Regions from separate parts of the Mus musculus genome. Here regions 1, 2 and 3 are each linked to region 4. A link is a contact called in public HiChIP or PLAC-seq and promoter capture Hi-C data. All regions are on one chromosome and are shown on one strand. The core of a region is the stretch at or near the end of the contact, and the rest is flanking DNA. Distances in the headings are between cores, read along the strand shown.

The links. HiChIP or PLAC-seq counts read pairs in DNA pulled down with a chosen protein or histone mark. Capture Hi-C pulls out chosen DNA fragments and counts their contacts.
Region 1: a contact with region 4 is called in an H3K27ac HiChIP or PLAC-seq map of embryonic stem cells, with 7 read pairs. The contact joins the enhancer-like site here to the promoter of Mef2b in region 4. A contact is called at or near these places in 2 of 39 promoter capture datasets (the 3T3-L1 cell line and liver), 1 of 484 Hi-C or Micro-C datasets (bone marrow-derived macrophages), 4 of 115 datasets of contacts at active chromatin or transcription factors (bone marrow-derived macrophages, effector CD8 T cells, embryonic stem cells and 1 more) and 2 of 9 other capture datasets (adipose tissue and liver).
Region 2: a promoter capture Hi-C map of adipose tissue shows a contact between it and region 4. The contact joins the promoter of Rex1bd here to the promoter of Mef2b in region 4. A contact is called at or near these places in 2 of 39 promoter capture datasets (both in liver), 2 of 484 Hi-C or Micro-C datasets (B cells and liver), 4 of 115 datasets of contacts at active chromatin or transcription factors (astrocytes, bone marrow-derived macrophages, microglia and 1 more) and 3 of 9 other capture datasets (adipose tissue, liver and pancreatic islet).
Region 3: a promoter capture Hi-C map of pancreatic islet shows a contact between it and region 4. The contact joins the promoter of Kxd1 here to the promoter of Mef2b in region 4. A contact is called at or near these places in 1 of 484 Hi-C or Micro-C datasets (B cells), 1 of 115 datasets of contacts at active chromatin or transcription factors (bone marrow-derived macrophages) and 2 of 9 other capture datasets (liver and pancreatic islet).

What each region holds. Positions count from the first base shown.
Region 1 is chr8:69,847,502-69,850,551 of GRCm38.p6, forward strand. The region is part of intron 1 of Pbx4 (pre B cell leukemia homeobox 4); the gene reads left to right. Among named protein-coding and RNA genes, the nearest start is that of Pbx4, 16 kb to the left of the region's middle. Within about 2 kb of position 1,585, at least 114 of the 459 cell types and tissues checked have an H3K27ac peak or open chromatin away from gene starts, as enhancers often do. A contact at or near this core is called in embryonic stem cells, where this site is marked.
Region 2 is chr8:70,505,151-70,508,021 of GRCm38.p6, forward strand. It overlaps Rex1bd (required for excision 1-B domain containing), which reads right to left and starts at 1,602. Exons shown (of 5, transcript NM_025577.3): 1 at 1,512-1,602; 2 at 1,347-1,429; 3 at 606-810. The coding sequence starts at 1,583.
Region 3 is chr8:70,521,416-70,524,429 of GRCm38.p6, forward strand. Kxd1 (KxDL motif containing 1) reads right to left here and starts at 1,765. Exons shown (of 5, transcript NM_029366.2): 1 at 1,648-1,765.
Region 4 is chr8:70,151,325-70,154,087 of GRCm38.p6, forward strand. It overlaps Mef2b (myocyte enhancer factor 2B), which reads left to right and starts at 1,437. Exons shown (of 9, transcript NM_001045484.2): 1 at 1,437-1,520. All of the region lies in intron 1 of Gm45929 (predicted gene, 45929), which reads left to right.

The sequences.
Region 1 (3,050 bases), core at 335-2,834, 300 kb before region 4:
GGGCTTGGATGCGCTTTATCCCAGGCTGACCTTGAACTCAGGAACCTGCCCACCTTTGTCTTTCTGATCAGCTGGCTCTTGAATGCAGCTGCTTCTGTTCTTTTAGATTTGGGAATCTCCTCATAATTCGTATTTCATCCTTATTTTTTGCATAGTTGAGAAATTATATCTTTTTGAATTCATGTTTTTAGAGTTCTTTTCCATAGCTTTATGAGCTGTCCTGAAGGTCCCAGCATTTACCATTTTGCTGAGACATTAGCCACACCTTTAACTCCTGGACTTGTTCTGTTGGATTATCATGGAGGCAACAGTAGGAGGGAGGACATTCCTTAAAGGAGGAATGTAAAATATGTGCATTACTATATAAACAAGCTTTATGTCTATAGCCCTTGACACTCCTGGAGGCCCATGTCTGCTGGCCCTGTCCCAGGGGCAGGGACCATGTCATTCTGTCCCCACCAAGGCCAGGCCAGACCTGGTATCCTAGCACTTGAAGGCAGAGAACTTGGAATTCCAGGCTAGAAATTCAGAGAGAGAGAGAGACAGAGACAGAAAGAGAGAGAGAAAGACTCACTCTGAGATTCCAGCAGGTAAGGACACACACCACCAGGGGTGTAGCTGGTGACATCCAGGCCGGCAAGGCTTAGTTAGCATCAACCCCGTTCGTTCTTCTCCCTCCCAGTCTACTCACTGGTCTGAAGTCAGCTGAAAAGCATCAGCTTTCTGTTGCTGTGGAACAAGTCCAATGTGAACTAGTGGCTGAAATCTGCATGCATGGTAGTGGGGTGCAAGGCAAGGGGGTGGCTCTAGCCTAACAAGCATAAGGTCCTAGGTTCCATCCCAGTACTACAAAAAGAAAAGTTAATAGCCAGATGTGGTGGCATTCATCTATTACCCCAGCACTTGGGATGCTGAGGCAAGAGAATTGCCATTAGTTTCAGGAAAAAAAGATGCCCTAACCAAAAAAAATATATATATAATCATGAAACCTCCTTAAATATTATTTTGTTTTAATGTGTATAGATGTTTTGCCTGTGTGCGTGTATGTACCACATGTGTGTCTGGTGCTCAAAGAGGCCAGAAGAAAACACTGGATCTCCTGGAACTGGAATTAAAAAGGTTGTGAGCTGCCACTGTGGGTGCTAGGTCCTCTGGAAAAGTAATGAATGCTCTTTCCTCTGAGCCATCGCTTTAGCCCCCCAAAATGAAATAATTAAAATAGACCATACATTGTGATCTCAGAGTTTTGTTATGTCAAGAATCTGGGCTCAGGATCCCACAAGCTGGACAGAAAGAGTTCCTACCTCGTCCTCAGACCCTTGTAGGTATTGACAGTTCAGTTCCCTGCAGTTATGAGACTAATGTCCCTCACCCTTAACCCTTCGCTCTTAGATGCCACCCAGTGCTCTCTGCTGTGGCTGTCTTGAAGCAAGGCAACTGGCCTTTCCTCAGTTCAGGGAACTGTGAGATAACGTGACAGCTACATTTCGAGTCACAGGTTTGACACTTTGCTTTGAGTCAAGGTAAGAGTGTGAAGCCAGTGGCTCACCTTAGGGTTTGCCAAGTCATGGTGAGCGATGAGGTCATCGCTCCCAGTAACTCTGCACTCAAAGGCTGTTTCACTAGACTGGCTCCACGATCTGTAGGCAGCTGCTTGGGACATGGGCCAGTGATAAGCACGGGCTTAGAATTCCTCCAGTGAGAAGGGCTGATGGGTGTGGCTCACGGAGAGCCCTTCCCAGAGTCCTCCAGTGAGAGACTCGGGGGCATGACTCATTGGGAATGTTCCTGTATTAACAGAAGGCTTGTCTGGGCTTAGCCCTTTATCATGTTCACAGTCATCTTCAGCTAGTGAGCGCACTCAAGACCAGGCTGGACTATATGAGACCCTGTTTTAAAAGGGAATGGGCTGGAGAAGTGGCTCAGCCATTGAGAGCACATGTTGCTCTTGCAGAGGGCCAGGTTCAATTCCCAGCACCCACATGGGGACTCAAAAACATCAATAACTCCAGTTCCAGGGAATCTAGTGCCCTCTTCTGACTTCTGTGGGCACCATCTATGTGACATGGTACACATACATATATACGGGCAACACAGCCATACACATAGAATTAAGAATATTTATTTTTAAAAAATTCATTGTGGAGCTAGAGAGGTGGTCTTGCTCTTACAGAAGACCCAAGTTCAATTCCCAGCACCTACATACAGATCATGGTTGTCTATGGCCATAGCCATGTGGCCATGGCCATAAAGTAGAGGTTCCAGGGAATCTGACACCCTCACATAGATATACACTCAAGAAAAAACACCAATGCACACACACATAAGACACATCTTGCTGCAAGTGGTGGCTCACGCCTTTAATCCCAGCACTCGGGAGGCAGAGGCAGGCAGATTTCTGAGTTTGAGGCCAGCCTGGACTACAGAACAAGATCCAGGATGGCCAGGGCTACACAGAGAAACCCTGTCTCCAAAAACAAAAGCAAACAAAACACCAAAAATAGAAACATTTATTTAGTGTGTATTTATGTGCATATGTGTGCCCTGTCTCTGTGGGATGTATGGGAGTGTGAGTGCAGTGTTCCCAAAGGCCAGAAGAGGGCGACAGATCTCCTGGTGCTGGAGTTCCAGGTGGTTGTATTGCCCAACGCGTGGGAAGGAAGTTTGTGCTGTCCTCTGCAAGAGTAGTGCAGTATCTTAACCTGGGAAACCCTTCTCTCCCTCCTTCTCTCCCTCCTTCTCTCCCTCCTTCTCTCCCTCCTTCTCTCCCTCCTTCTCTCCCTCCATCCTGATTGGATTTGTAACAGATTTGTTAGGCTGACAGGCATGGAAGCAAACACCTTTTTGTTGTTGTTGTTGTTGTTTTGGTTTTTTTGTTTTTTGTTTTTTTATGAGACAGGGTTTCTCTGGGTAGCCTAGGGTGTCCTGGAACTCACTCTGTAGACCAGGCTGGCCTCGAACTCAGAAATCCGCCTACCTCTGCCTCCCAAGTGCTGGGATTAAAGGCGTGCGCCACCACGCCCGGCCCGAGGCAAGCACTTTTGAAGGAA
Region 2 (2,871 bases), core at 352-2,851, 350 kb after region 4:
GGGAGGTAGCGTATGACTTGCTTTTAGGGCTCTCCTATGGAAGGAGGTACAGAATATGGTCACAGTTTGGAAAAACCAGGGAATGGTGGCAGGTATGGTGGGTGTGGCCTCCACCCCAGTGGCCGGACATGGAGTTCGAATTCTAGGATGGAAATGGAACTCTGCAGAGTTTGGGATTCTGCACTAAGAATTCCAGACCAAAGAGCTACATGGTTTACAGTGGGCAAGCTCCTCCCCTGCTACCACTGGCTATAAGGTTAGGGTAGGTGGGGTCTTGGGATCTGGGTCAAGGACCAAGGATGACAAGTGTCTGAGGATGTTTGTGGAAGAAGTAGTTTGTGGGTTCCAACGGTGATAACCCAGAGTTAGGGACTTAAACAGCCACAGTGGTCGATGCGTTGGGTTTCTGGAGTTCTTAGGACAGCTTTACAGAGGGGCTGGTATAATTAAGCAAAAATTTGGGAGGGAAATGTAGTTAGCCAGGAAAGAGTGGGAGAGGGCCCAAATGCATAGAGGTGTTTGGCAAAAATAGTAGTAGGTCGGGGTGGCTGGGAATGGGTTGTGGACCATGCCCCACTCTAAAAGGAGAGGGGTGGTGGTCTTACCGTGGCCAGGCGCGTCTGTTCTAGCTCCTGCAGGCTGCGCACGTGGCGGGCGAGCACCGGTTGCGCTCGAGGCCCTGCCAACTCTGCTTCCACTGCCAATACCTCCCGCGAGGCAGCGGCGAAGGCCTGGGTCACCTCGTGCACGACACTCCGGTAACTCGGGAAGTCATAGTGCTGACCACTGAGCAGGTACTGACGGTGAGCTCTGCAGTGGACCGGGAGGATGCTGAATCGACACGCTGACAAGCAGACCACGCTCCCTGCTCCAGCTACGTGGAAGATACCCCCGACTCGAAAGAGACAAACCCGAACTCCACAGACTGGGTCTGTCAGGACAGAGCTAGTGCTTAACCATCTCTGCACTCAGAGAAATGAGGGATCTTGTGGAGGGTCACACCACAGCTGCTCCCGCCAGGCCACGCCCACGGTCACATGCTGCTCTACACCTATCTACCCTGCTACTAAAAGCTACACCCTCAGCTCTACCCAACTCCCCCAAATAGACAGGCTTCAGTGTCACAGATCCTTTTACCCACCCTTCTAGACTTCGCTTTCAAGTACGCCCTGCTCCCGGCAGCAGCACTCCTGCATCTCCTGGACCAGATCTGGCTCTCTCCCCACCTCTTCCGACCAAGTCCACAACCTAGGTCCTCCCAGCCACGCCTCCAGCCGCCTCCCCTCAGGTCCCCCTCAGGCAAGCTCTCCCAGGGCCCGCCCCCTCCTCCAGCCCAGCCCGCTCACTGGTCTAGACGGCGGAAGGCCTGTGCGCGTTCATTCTGAAGCTGCTGAATCCTCTGCACCAGTGTAGCGATCGGGGCGTCTCTCTATGGGGGTGTGGGGCCATGAAGCCGGAGTCCTGAGCCCATCCCGCCACCCCGCGCCCGTCCCACCCGCAACCGGGCTCACCCAGGCCCACGCGGACTCCGCAGACCCGGGACCGTCTGCAGCAGCCAACACCTCTGTGGCGGCGGTGAGCATGACTGCGCAGTCAAGTGGCACTAGGGAATGGCCGCTGCGCCCCCTGCCGGCCGGGAGGTCCACCACCAGCCCGCGCGCCTTTGAATTCGTTTTTTTTTTTTTTTTTTTTTGAGACAGGTTTTCTGTGTAGCCCTGGCTGTCCCTGCCTCTGCCTCCCAAGTGCTGGGATTAAAGGCGTGTGTCACCACCGCCTGGTGGAACTCTAAATAGTTTCTAAAGCAACTAAATGGTTAGTTCCAGGGCTGTGTACATCCGCCAGATCCTTGCAACAAGCGGGGCTCGAATAGGGCCTAAATCGAAGTTAAGGCCACAAGTATTTCTGTACCGGTGATGCTTACGAATGTAGTTGAACCAGTTTTGGTTTCAGTGGCTGAGTACTAGTTGCTGTTGCAGGACTGAACCCAATGACACTACCCACATAGCCACTCACACCTATATGCAGGACACCTAATGCACCCCCAGCCCCCCAGACAGGGTTTCTCTGTATAGCCCTGGCTGTCCTGGAACTCATTTTGTAGAGCAGGCTGGCCTTGAACTCAGAAATCCGCTTGCCTCTGCCTACAGAGTGATGGGATTAAAGTGCACCACCATGCCCATCACGCATTTTTTTTTTAAAAGTATTTATTATATGTAAGTACACTGTAGCTGTCTTCAGACACACCAGAAGAGGCATCAGATCAATTATGGATGGTTGAGCCACCATGTGGTTACTGGGAATTGAACTCAGGACCTCTGGAAGAGCAGTCAATCAGTGCTCTTAACCACTGAGCCACTTCTCCAGCCCCTAACAAACCTTTTGATGTCATCTCACATAGTGCACACAAACCATCCATTCAGATTATACCTTTGAAATGGGATTCCCAGCACCGGGGAGGTAGGATATACTCTGAAAGCTTCCTTCCCTAAATTACTTTGGAGATGTTGGTTGCACATACATGGGGGATTTGCAAGCTGCTGGCAACCAGGTTCGAACCCACGGAACCTTCCAAATGACAAGACAGACTGCATACCTGAAGTCAATTACAAGCAACATGGCCTGTCTAAGACTCCCCACGATGGGTGAAATGGTCCTAGACGCCCTAGAGTACCCAGCTACTCATGCAAAAGTGTGCCTGATACTCAAAAATCAAAGGTAGATGAGGCGGCCTCATAAACTCATATAAAGTGTGTTGCCTGTAGTCCCTGGTGCCATGCCTGATGGTGAACTCTATCAGGTTGTCCAGCAACTTAACTGGCGTACAGAGTACTGAGTCAGGTGAACTGCTCCCCCAGAGACCCTAAATTGTGG
Region 3 (3,014 bases), core at 515-3,014, 370 kb after region 4:
GAGCAACACACACTGGCCCTATTTTAGGTGGGTGGCCTGTAAGACAGTGCCTAAAAGATGTTTGCTGTCTATACTGAGGACTCCAGTTCAAGCCCTGGAACACACCTGGCAGAAAACCCCTTCATGAGAAGGTGCATGCCCCCATTTCCCAAAATAGACTGTAAATTATCTTAAGAAAGAAGAAAAACAGCCAGGCAGTGGTGGCGCAAGCCTTTAATCCCAGTACTTGGGAGGTAGAGGCAGGTGGATTTTTGAGTTCGAGGCTAGCCTGATCTACAGAGTGGGTTCCAGGACAGCCAGGGCTACACAGAGAAACTGTCTCCAAAAACCAAAAAAAAAAAAAAAAGTAGAAGAAAAGTAACTTGTGATTAAAGGGCATAGTCAACAACTAGGTTAACAGCTAGCATCTCTCATGCAGAATTTTAATTCCAGAGATTTTGTTCTAGATCAGGTATCAGTCCTGGTCTGGGACTGAACTGGAAGCATGCAGAAGCCCTGGGTCCTTCAGGGCTTAAGGTCAGTTTGGGCTGTACATACTGAGTTTTGGGCCACCCTAAGATGCATGAAACCCTATTTTAAAACAGAAGCCTGGTGTGACAGCTCATGTTTGCCATCCTGGCACTCAGGTGACTAGAAGACTGTTGTAAGTTTAAAGTTAATTTGCGCTACATAATGAGTGGGAGACGAGATTGAGACACATAAGACTGTCTAAATAAATACGTGCTGGAGAGATGACTCAACGGTCAAGAGCACTGACTGCTCTTCCAGAGGTCCTGAGTTCAACTCCCAGCAATCACATGGTGGCTCACAACCATCTGTAATGGGAATCCAGTGCCCACTTCTGCTTTGTCTGAAGACAGCGACAGTTTATGTATGCACATACGTGAAATAAACAAATAAGAGTCAGGTGTGGTGAATGCCCTGCCCGTGCACAGTGCTAGAGAAGACAGTAAGAGCAGAAGTTTCAGGTCACTTTTGCTTTGTGAGTTACAGACTAGCCTGGAACAAATGAGACCCTAATCCAAAACAAGACTCAACACAAGCAGATGAGGTAACTCACGCTTGTCATCCCAGTACTTTAGAGACTGAGGAAGATGCATTTCAAGGAGACAGAGGCCCCAGTCTGGGCTGCTATCTCAAAATTTTAATGACTCTCTTTATAGTTGGGTGGCCGAGGCAGGATGATTACCAGGAACTGGAGGCTAATTTGAGCTATCATCTAAAGAAACACTAACTCTCCCCCAGGAATGTCAGGCTGACTGGAATGGCTCTGAGCCTCAAGGTCACAGTAGGAGCACAAGGAGCCGTCCGGCCCGAGTCCTCTAAACGGACTTCAACTCTTCCGGCCAAACTCTGAAGGAGAAACAACAACAACAAAAGAACCAAACCAGATAAGGCGTGACTCAAACAAACACGGGGTCCCCGCCCCTTTGAGCGGGGAAACTGAGGTACACGCGCACCCCAAGCCGCTCAGGGCTCCAGGTCACACAACTAGGGTTTCCATCTAGATTGGCCCGCGCTATCGCTGCGAATCCGGGAAAACTGAGGCTGTGTCCCCGAGCTAGGATGGGCCCTCCCTCCCCTCCGTGGCCTCCTGACGCCCCGAGTTCCCGCCCTGCCCGGCCCCGGCGGCTCCAGCCTCGGCACCTGCACATCTGGCGGCCTGGCTCGCGCTTCCGGGAGGGCGCCCTAGCGCTTACGTCATCATAGAGCGTCCACGAGCGCCCCCTGTCCTGGCGCCTAGGAGCCTGCGCGTACTCACCGCGAGGAGGCGGGAGGACCAAATTGTAGAAGCCCTAACGTGAACGCCAAAAGGATGAGCAATCGCAGCACTAGATACGCGCACGCGCTGTGTCCCAAACATGGCTTTTAAGCAATCCGGAAGTGGGCAATTAAATGTATTATTTATCAATCCAGTGTTACACAAGGAAACCCTATCTCGAAAAGTAAACAAAAAGACAAGGTCATATGTACTCAGGCTGGATTCCAGCTCGCCATGGAGCCTAGGTTACCCTTAAAATCCTGGTCATCCTGAAATGGCGTGTACGCCATTGTATGCCACCATGTGTGACTTTCAGATTTTTGAGGTATCGCTGTAGCCCAGGCTGGCCTGGTACTCGGTATTGTGAGAAATAATCCCCTCTCTCTAATAAAGAGTCTGGTGAAAGAGATGCAGGGATTTGACTTGTTTTGTTTGGGTTTTTCTAGACCGTTTCTCTGTGTAACAGAGCTCTGCCTGTTCTGGACTTGCTTATTTAGACCAAGCCAGACTCGAACTCATAGAGATCTACCGGCCTCCTGAGTGGTCGGATTGAAGGCCTGTGCCACCAGGACCGGCCAGTTTTGGTTTTATGAAACAAGATTTCTCTTTTTATCTCTGGTTTTTCTGGGACTTTTTCTGTACGTCCAAATAAGAGAAACCGTTTTTAATATGCCTTCTGCAAAAAAAGGATTTCAGCATAGAAAAAAAGGCAGAGGCTGGCATGCTGATTTCTTGCAAACAAGGCAGTATTTGATTTCTTTTTTTCTTCTCCTACTCCTTTCTTTGTGTAGTCCCGGCTGTCCAGGAATGCCCTTTAGTGTTTTGAACAGGTTGCTCTTTAACTCAGAGATCTGTCTTTCTCTGCCTCCTCTGTGCTGGGATCAAAGGTATGTACTACTATGGCCAGCTAACGTAGTAGTTTTTTTTTTTTTTTTTAAGATTTATTTATTATATGTAAGTACACTGTAGCTGTCTTCAGACACTCCAGAAGAGGGAGTCAGATCTCATTACGGATGGTTGTGAGCCACCATGTGGTTGCTGGGATTTGAACTCCGGACCTTCGGAAGAGCAGTCGGGTGCTCTTACCCACTGAGCCATCTCACCAGCCCCCCGTAGTAGTTTTTAAAGTCCTGATCATAAGTAACCTCAGGCTTTTTCCCATAACTGGATACTCAGAGAGTTACAATCTTTGTATACCTTACCATAGTCTTTAAATTCCCCATTCTATTCCAGGGATTTAAAATCTTATCAA
Region 4 (2,763 bases), core at 187-2,686:
CGTGGCACTGGCTTGGTCCCATTTGCCAGCAGGATCAGAATTCTAAAGAATCCTTTATTTCCTTATTGGACAGGGTCTCTTGTTTTGTTTTGTTTTGTTTTTCGAGACAGCGTTTCTCTGTATAGCCCTGGCTGTCCTGGAACTCTGTAGACCAGGCTGGCCTCGAACTCAGAAATCTGCCTGCCTCTGCCTCCGGAGTGCTGGGATTAAAGACGTGCGCCACCGCGCCTGGCTATTGTTTGTCTGTTTTTATATTTATTTTGAGCCAGGGTTTTACTATGTTGCCCAGGCTGGCCTTAGTTAGACTTAGCATCTTCATGTGATTGTCTCAGCCTCCTGAGTACCTGGGATTACAGACTCAGCCACCAGGCCCAACTTATTTCTTATCTAGAGACAGTAGTCTCAAAATTACCCAGGATGCACTTGAGCTCTGTGTACCTCATACTGGCCAGAAACTTAGCACACTCCAGCCGACTGGAGCAACTGGGAGGACAGGCTGTGTCACCAAACCAGCTGCTAACTGTACTTCACTCCTATTAAGGTGTATGGTCCTGACTAGCCAGTCCAAGGTAAGGTCAGGGTCATCACAGTGAGGTCCAGGAGCCCTGACTCCTTAAGGAGGAGCCTAGCTGTTTGTACAGCCTTGCCCAGTGTTTTTTAATTTTTAAGATAATATATATTTGTATATGATTGTGGGGGGGAGGCGTCGTCTGTGCCATAGCAGGAGGACAGAGGACAACTTACTGGTGTGGGTTCTCTCACTCCACGTTTTCATACCGGAGATAGAACTCCTGTTACCATGCTTAGCAGGAAACCCCTTTACCCACTGAACCATTTCGTCTGGCTCCACGACCCTGTTTTCTTTTTCTCTTTTTTCTTTCTCTTTCCTTTTTTTTGTCTGGCTCCACGACCCTGTTTTCTTTTTCTCTTTTTTCTTTCTCTTTCCTTTTTTTTTTTTTTTTGTTGTTGGTGGTGGTAGTGATGGTTTTGGTTTGTTTGTTTGTTTGTTTGTTTTTTGTTTGTTTCCAGACACAGTTTCTCAGTGTGGCCCTGGCTGTCCTGGAACTTGCTCTGTAGACCAGGCTAGCCTCAACAATCACCAGCCTGTACTTCTCCAAGGGCTGGGATTAAAGTTGTATGCCACTATGCTCTGGTTGTTCTGTTTTGTTTTGGTTTTGATAGGGTCTCGCTCTGTATCCCATGCTGGCCTGCAACTAGCTGCAGTACTCCTGCCTTAGCCTCCTTGGCGTGCACTTCTCAGTCAGGCTTCTCTTTGGATCCTAGCATCTTCTCTCGGACGGACCTAGTTTGAAACGTCTAGGAGCCAGAACACAGCCAAGTATCCGCCCCTATGCAAATAACCTACTTCCACCCAATCAGCTCTTGAGGGCGGGGCTGCGCGGGAAGGCATCTGCCACTGGGCCAGAGCTATGCTCAGTGCAGCAGAAGCATAGGCGCCTGGACCCTCACAGTGCGCAGCAGGTGTGGCCAGCAGGGACCAGACTCCCGGGACTCCTGAGGTGTGCGCGGGTCTCGGGGCGGGTGGGATGCAGAGAGCCGTGAGTGTGTGTGTGTGTGTGTGTGTGTGTGTGTGTGTGTGTGTGTGTGTGTGTGTGTGTGTGTGTGTGTGTATGCGTGTGTATGCGCGCGCTGTCTTTGGGTTAGGGGGCCTTGCTTTCAGGAGTGTTTGCTGAGTAGGGTTTCAACTAGCCTAGTCTGGAAGTTACTATGTAGCTCATCTAGCCTCAAACTCACAGCAGTTCTCCTGCCTCAGACTCCTGAGTGCTGAGATCACAAGCATGTGACCATTAAATTGTTGGAGGTTTCTTCTTTCTCTTGAGAAGAGGGGGTTTAAGACAGGTCTTGCTCTGTAGTCTAGGTTAGTCCAAAATTCACTATGTAGTTCCGGCATTCGTAGTTCAAACTCAAAGCAGCTCTCCACTCTCAGCCTTCCAAGGTCCAGGATCTCAAGGGTGTGACCACACTCCACTGTTGGAAGTTTCAGTTGGCAATTTTAGAGAGGGTTTCACTCTACAGTCCAGGTTGGCCTAGAAGTCTATGTAGCCATACCTGGTGCTTCATGCCTTTAATCCCAGTCAGGCAGATCTTTTCAGGCTAACCTGTTCTACATAGTGAGCCCTAAGTGAGGCTGTATCATGAGACCTTGGGGTTGGGAGGAGCTCTGTAGCTCAGGCTAAGCTAGAACTCATGGTAGTGGATCTTTGGTCTCCCAAGTGCCAAGATCACAGATGTGTACCCGTGGGTGGCTGTGTTTGTGGTTTTCTTTGTTTTAGGTAGAGGGGGGTTGAGAGGTTGAGACAGGGTCTTTGTGTGTAGTCCAAAATAGCCTTGAACTTTCATCAGTCCTCCTGCCTCCGTTTCCAAAATGTCGGATCACAGGTGTGTTCCTACTTGAGGCTGTATTTGAAGTTTTGGTGATGGTTGATTGTGATGGCACTATATCTGGATACTGGCTGGTTTTGTGTGTCAACTTGACACAGACTGGAGCTATCACAGAGAAAGGAGCTTCAGTTGGGGAAGTGTCTCCATGAGATCCAACTGTGGGGCATTTTCTCAATTAGTGATCAAGGGGAGAGGATTCATTGTGGATGGTGCCATCCCTGGCTGATAGTCTTGGGTTCTATACGAAAGCAAGCTGAGCAAGTCAGGGGAAGTAAGCCAGTAAAAAACATCCCTCCATAGCCTCTGCATCAGCTCCTGTATCCTGACCTGCTTTGGTGATGAACAGCAATTTGGAAGTGT